Linked DNA regions of Salmo salar: region 1 is linked to region 2. The links are chromatin contacts, called in public Hi-C maps. All regions are on one chromosome and are shown on one strand. The core of a region is the stretch at or near the end of the contact, and the rest is flanking DNA. Distances in the headings are between cores, read along the strand shown.

Region 1 (3,474 bases), core at 571-3,070, 140 kb after region 2:
TATCCAGCCCCCATCACCGACTTCTACTGCCGACACCCTGGTCAACCTGGTATGCGCCCAGGTAGGACGCCAGGTGGCGTCCCTAGAGGGGGGGGGGTTATTGTCACACCCTGATCAGTTTCACCTGTCCTTGTTATTGTCCCCACCCCCTCCAGGTGTCGCTTGTTATCCCTGGCGTTTATATCCCTGTGTTTCCTGTCTCTTTGTGCCAGTTCATTTTGTATGTTCCAAGTCAACCAGCGTGTTTTTCTCGTGCTCCTGCCTTTTTCTATTCTCTTTTACTAGTCCTCCCGGTTTTGACCCTTGCCTGTTTTCTGGACTCTGTACCCACCTGCCTGACCATTCTGCCTGCCCTGACCTCGAGCCTGCCTGCTACACTGTACCTCCTGGACTCTGAACTGGTTTTGACCTTTTGCCTGTCCACGACCATTCTCTTGCCTACCCCTTTTGGATGTAATAAATATCAAAGACTCAAATCTGCCTCCCGTGTCTGCATCTGGGTCTCGCTTTGTGCCCTTATATTGGCATGTTTGAACCGTGATAGATTGTTGGTGATGTGGACACCAAGGAACTTGAAGTTCTCAACCTGCTCCACTACAGCCCCGTCGATGAGAATGGGGGGCATGCTCGGTCCTCCTTTTCCTGTAGTCCACAATCATCTCCTTTGTCTTGATCACGTTGAAGGAGAGGTTGTTATCCTGGCACCACACGGCCAGGTCTCTGACCTCCTCCCTATAGGCTGTCTCATCGTTGTCGGTGATCAGGCCTACCACTGTTGTGTCGGCGGCAATTGCAGATGATTGTGTGTATGATGATGAGTTCCCCGGAGAATGAAGAGTGTGACCAAGTGAGAGAGATGGTATGTGTGTGTGTAACAGAGAGTGTTTTACAGCACGTACACCTGGATGTGCAGACAGACAGAGTGTGATGAGGCAAGGCCAAACACCCCTATCTCAACTTCAAACAGGAATGGTAAACTTTTCCTCTAGGGGTGGAGGTAGTGGGGAGGCGGTCTGGCTTCTGGCTGCACCCCCATACTCCTTTCTTTGATCTTGTCTTTTCTGACCATACAAGCCCTCAAACTCCCACTCTCAGCCCTAAATTCTAATTTGATGCACAGATGTTATTTTATGTTCCTGTCTGATCTGTTTATTTCCCACTCATACATCGATGAGTAGATATTGGAGTAGACAACCATTATATGTCAAAGGCAGGGCCTGGTAATAACTTTTCAAAGGTAAGAATGTGTCTCTTTCTCACTGTGATTAATATGTCATAAAGCAGTGAACACCTTAGCAAGGAATCAAATTATTCTGCACTTGACATTGAAAATGATTTTTTTTTTTATTCAATCAACAGACTAACTTCAAAATTATTCAATGCACAATTTTCTTTGCTCTCATCGCAATTCAACATTGTAACAATGTAGCTAACATTGAATGACTTTGTTACAAAACAAAACATTTGGGCTTTATATGGCTTATAGCGCCACTACGTGGATACAATTGATACTTCTATTATTTGGGCGTGGCACTTTCACGCAAAACTCCGCATTGATTCCTACATTGATGATTGGTTACTAATCATGAAAGGCCACTTCTATCAACATGATTGACGTGCCTATGTAGGCATCCCAAAGCCTTTCTTTCTGTGACGGCATCTTAGAAATGTGCTACTCATTGGTCAACCCAAATACCCACCCGACATGTTAATGACATGACTGGTTCCCTGCGGTTGTGGGCGGGTAGAAGGTTCCAGAACTGGGCGTACCAGGATCTGTGGGAGGTGTCGTTTGAGGTGAACAACACATCCGCCAGCCACCCTTCTCCCGTCGGTTCACTGAGATTACTGCACATGGTCCCTGGATTGTTTTAGTATAAAAACACCCAGTTATTTGATAGTAGCTACGTATTTATAGAGATCGTCAAGAAAAGCGCAGAAGGACAGGTAAATATTTGTGAGCGACCAAGCTGGAAGGACTCACGTTAGCTAGCTAACTTTGTTTAGTTTGCTGCGTGCATGCTAGCTACTGAAGCTAGCTAGTTCTCTTTTTCTAAACTGAACTTTGTATCTGACTAGCCATGTTGAAATCCATTTGCAACTGTTGTGTACTATTTATTTAGGTGAGAATGTTAACGTTAATTAGCTGACTAACTGTTATTTGTATTTTATGCAGTGGTCGTTGTGCCTGAATAAGTTAAACACCGGCGAAACAAAAGCTTGAAAATGGACGGTGGCGTGACAGTGATCACCAATCCCACAGTGTCGGTGCGGCTGACCAGTACCATCAGTTCGTTCGAGGTGAATAAACGATATAACAGGGGAATCACCATCGCCGAATTCAAGGTAAGTTGTTGCTAATTTGGCCTTCGGGCCTCTGAATTATAATAATGTAGCAATTGCCCCTCTGCACTGCCGACACTAAGACCACAGGCACAGCCCAGCCTGTGGCCATGTGATGCAGTTTCTCGTGGTCTATTTTTTTCCCTCTAGGGTAAATTGGAGATGGTTGTGGGTACCCCGGCCTCCAGCATGGAACTGCAGCTTTTCAGTACCACTGACAAGTTCATGCAGAAACTGGATGACAACGAGGCCCTACTAGGTTCCTACCCTGTGGATGATGACTGCAAAATTCACGTATGTACTTCTGTGCTCAAACACTGCTCACATAGTATGTCCCCTGTTTACCTTTATTCACACTGGAGTCATGCGTAAGATGTTAGATCTGTTGATAGGGTCTCTTAATCCGCAAGTGACTTCAATGCTCACAAGATTGCTGACCACAGCATGACTTTGCTAGCTTGATTGCCAGCCTCTTTCTAAATTCAATAAGGTTATATTGTTGCCTTGCCATACTTGTCTTATTGGGCTAAACAGCGACCAGTTGGTTAAAAGCAGAAACTGACTGGCACCTGTAAGATGACTGAGCCATTCTGTTATTTTTTTATTCAATATGCTGAGTCAGGATGATGGTGAATTCTGTGTGCCTAGGTGATTGACCGCAGTGGAGCCCAGAGCGGAGAGTTCAGTGATCTGTCTAAAGTGGAGAAATTTGAGATTCCAGACGAGGTCTATGAGAAGAGGACAGGTACTGTGAGCTTGAGCTATCGTCCATCATTCACAGCTAAAGCTTATGCCTACATTTCAAATTGAATCGGAGGCAGTGAAGATAAGACTTGTTGAAAGCCATTTGCCACTTTCGAGTGCCACAACAGAGAACTAGTGATACTTGCTCTCATCTACATCCTGTGTTACCTTTCAGTTTGAGGTTACATGGCAAAACCTTTCCTCAGTACATTACGTAATGATTGAGTGACAAACTAATTACCATTGTAATATGGGGATTTCAATGTGGATTGTCCATTTTACCTCCTCAGATTCTGTAAGGTCATTCATGAAGAAGCAACGCGTTGGTCGCTTCAATGAAGAAGAGACGGCTAAAAAGGGGGCAGAGCTTGCAGCTCGTGAGGCCGA
Region 2 (3,664 bases), core at 871-3,370:
TTAGGAATACATCTGTCAAAAACCCCCACTTAAGTCAGACAACATATGAATTTCTCTCCAAACATAAAGAAAACCATACTTGGGAGAGTGATTCTGTCCAAGGCAGAGGGACTGTGTCGCTTTGTGTACCCCTCATTATCTTTGTTTGTAAATCCCTCAACCTGTAAAGAGATCAACAAGACCTTTCTTGACTTCAAAAACAAGTCAGTCCTCTCTAATAAAAGAGGTGAAGGCGGTCTGGAAGTGTTGGATTTTGTTGACATAAATAACACTTTCAAGATCAATTGGTCGAAAAGACATTTGGTCAGTACTGAATCAATTTGGTATTTCATTCCAAACAATGTGTTTAATAAGTTGAGATGTCTTCCATTTTTACTGAAATGTAATTATATTCCTGAAAGATAAACCCACTAAATTGGCTAGGTTTCACCGACAAGCTTTAATGGCCTGGAAAATATGTTTCCTGCACAATTTCTCCCCACATAAAGCTCTTTTGTGAAATAATTCAGACATAACTGTAAGGAATAAATCATTGTTCTACCCTAGCTGGCATGAGAGGAATATTGACTTTGTTGTAGATGTTTTTGAGAACAGGGGTAATATTCTTGCATATGAACAATTTATAACATTGGATGAGTTTCCAATACCTTTCAGAGAGTTTATTTCTGTGATCAAAGCCATTCCCAGTGGTCTAACTACACTAATGAAAACTCATCTTAGCTTGGTGATGATCACAGAGCCTATCCAGAACTCAGTTTGGAAGGTGTGGGCTTACTTGAGAAATCTTTTTGTAATAAATACATAAGACACATTTTCCATTCACGGAAGCAACTTACGCCTAGAGGAAAAAAATTATGGAACATGCTTATTCCTGACATTGTCTTGGTTGATGCCTTACAAATATTGTATACCAAACAAATTTAAGGAAGTGCACTTTACATAAGATATCCATATCCATGTAAATCTATGTTGTCCAAATTTGTGGCTATTGATGATATCTGCGTTTTCTGTGAAAAAGACGGGAAAAATCTGACTCACTTGTTCTATGAATGTAAATCTGTGATAGAATTTTGGGAAAACCTCGCAGAATATTATTTACCATTTTGAACACTACCCATGTTTTTGACATGAAGGATATAATATTGCAATAACAAGACCATTGAAATGATTTATTTAAATTTTTTATACTTCATACTAAATACATTATACACAAACAAAAATTCCAGAATTCTATACCAAAATTACTAATATTTTGGATTGAATTGAATCATCTTGTTAAGACATTATTCCTAGTGAATAACAAAACCAATAACATCTTCCTGAATCATTATGAGATTCTGAGTGAATACAATTGCACTATAATTGTTTTATTTTTTGTATGTATTTTATTTTTTGTATGTATTTAGTATTTTTGTATGTATTTACTATTTTTTTGTATGTATTTTTGTACGTATTTAGTATTTTCTTGTTTATACCTGTGTTTTGTTTTGTTAGACATGTTTGATGTAGCGATGTAAGTTGTTGATAATTTTGTATTATGAATTTAAAAAAAATATGGCGATAAAGTATATAAATATAAGAAAAAGTATATAAATAAAAAAATATATAAAAACAGACTACATTATTATATTTCCTTGAAAAATTGGCGTATTATGACGTAGAAATAATGTAATGCAGCTTAATAGTAAAACGACACCTTTGCGCCATAGTGGTTGGCAAGCATATAAAGTGGAGATGATGGGATTTATGTTTTCAGGTCATGTCCAAAATAAAATAGTCAAACGCTCGCTGTATGCCACTATTTGTGTTTACGTGTAAAAATGCTTTGATTATAACTGACTGCCACAAGGTTGTGCTATTTACTAATAAGTAGGCTCCAACTCTATAACAACAACCCCAAATAGACAATTAACGTGATGCAAAAATGATTTACAGGCAAATATAGCTAGGAACTCTTATACCAGAAAAATATAACTGCGTATTTCTGAATAGCGCTGTTGTTGTTTTTTCTCGAAACATTATTGCAACAGCACTCACTGCATTTTTGCAATGAACATACTAACACGTCTATGTATGGTTGTAGAATACCGCCCTTCATATGTTACTATCGGTACTACAACAACCATGCTCGCACAGGCGCATTGCGGCGTGAGATCGTTTGCTAGCGCAGCGCGGTGGTTTCGCCTGGCTTCTGTGATCCGACTCCGAGTGAGCATTCCTGGCAACGTTTGCGAGCGAGATTGAACAATATAGCGGACTGCTTGTTTCTATCAATGTTTCTCCTAGGATTGGGGATTTCTAAAGGGATATAAGTTCGTCGAAAGTGCGAGAACGTCGATAGGTAAGAAACACTCCCAAGTCGTATTTCAAAAGTAGTTTGTGTAATTAGTTAGGGCTCCTCAACAACATTGAAAAGTGGCGAGTCAGCTAGCGAGGTAACGTTCGCTACCATTACTCACTACTTGCAACTGGCCAGCGAGAGCTATAACTTCATTCCTGCTATGCAGCCAACAACTTGCATACTACGGGTTCTTTTTCAATCGTTGTTGCACCTATCTAAACACGCAGTGAATATACGTCTCACCTAGACCCATATTATTCCGTTAACTAGTTAAAAACATAGTATATCGGTCTCAGAAATAATGTTTTGTTAACTAAAAAATGCCCGATCCTTCCTGGTCCGCCGTCTATACATACGCATGCGCATAGTATTTAGCATACTCCGGGTTTGTACTTTCTACTTGATTTAATCATACTTGTAAAGGCCAAGCTGCAGTGGTAAAATGACAAGTTCCAGACAATGGAACAATTGTCTCGTTAAGTGAAACGCAACAACATTTGGCAATGTTACTAAGTCAGCTAGCTTGAACGAGTTTAGAATTTTGAAAAGTGCTGCAGTAGGAAGTTGCTAATGTGGGTTTATTTAGTTTTGACTGAATTGCCCATAAAAAGGTTTCCATGTAAACACACTGTTTTCTGTAGGGGATTTGTGTTGGGGGATACGTGTTTAGGGGATACGTTTCGTGTTTGGCAGCCTACGACAATGTTTTGGTGTTGTGTGATTCATGGGTAAAATCTTACGAACTAGCTAGTTAACTAACTAGGTCACTGAAAATGGTTGTTCCTAGTATGGGTGACTCTGGCTAGCATGCTAACTAGCTAGTTAGCTAGATCATTTTATTAACTAAAGCCCTCATAAGTGGTCTTGCTGATTTTAATTCAATCAATCATCTTTCATTCAATCATAGAAACTTAAACCTCAAAAGTTCTCCAATATTTGTTTGTCATTGAACAGAATGCTAGTTAAGCAAGCCATGCTGACCTGTTTGTACACATTAGTGTCAACGCTGATAAGCTGTCATTGTGACATGTTAAGGTCAGTTGTTTCTGCCACCTGACCAATCGTATCTGTTAGGCAGTTGTAGTTTACCCATAACTCTGGAATGGAGTTTGTGTGATGTTAAAATATCCTCTTGATTCAAAGTTATCTACTTTGTTCAAAGTCATCTGGTGGGTGTGCGTGCAGTGCAGTGGGAAAGGGGGGTGAAGCGTCTACATGTCGTATATTAGTCCAAATGCCTGTGCACTGAATGCCGCAGGAAATAACACATCAAATATCAGGATAGACCTTTCATGCAGGGGGCAGCATAGATATGACGGCGCT

The links. Hi-C and Micro-C count contacts between places; a contact is called where the count stands out from the background.
Region 1: a contact with region 2 is called in a Hi-C map of muscle, with 4 times the contacts expected there. The contact joins the promoter of tbcb here to the promoter of LOC106612494 in region 2. A contact is called at or near these places in 2 of 3 Hi-C or Micro-C datasets (blood and muscle).

Annotation. Positions count from the first base shown.
Region 1 is chrssa09:114,922,691-114,926,164 of Ssal_v3.1, forward strand. tbcb (tubulin folding cofactor B) reads left to right here and starts at 1,821. Exons shown (of 7, transcript NM_001140492.1): 1 at 1,821-1,947; 2 at 2,177-2,346; 3 at 2,494-2,637; 4 at 2,992-3,088; 5 at 3,378-3,474. The coding sequence starts at 2,227.
Region 2 is chrssa09:114,781,311-114,784,974 of Ssal_v3.1, forward strand. LOC106612494 (signal-induced proliferation-associated 1 like 3) reads left to right here and starts at 2,121. Exons shown (of 23, transcript XM_045724369.1): 1 at 2,121-2,341.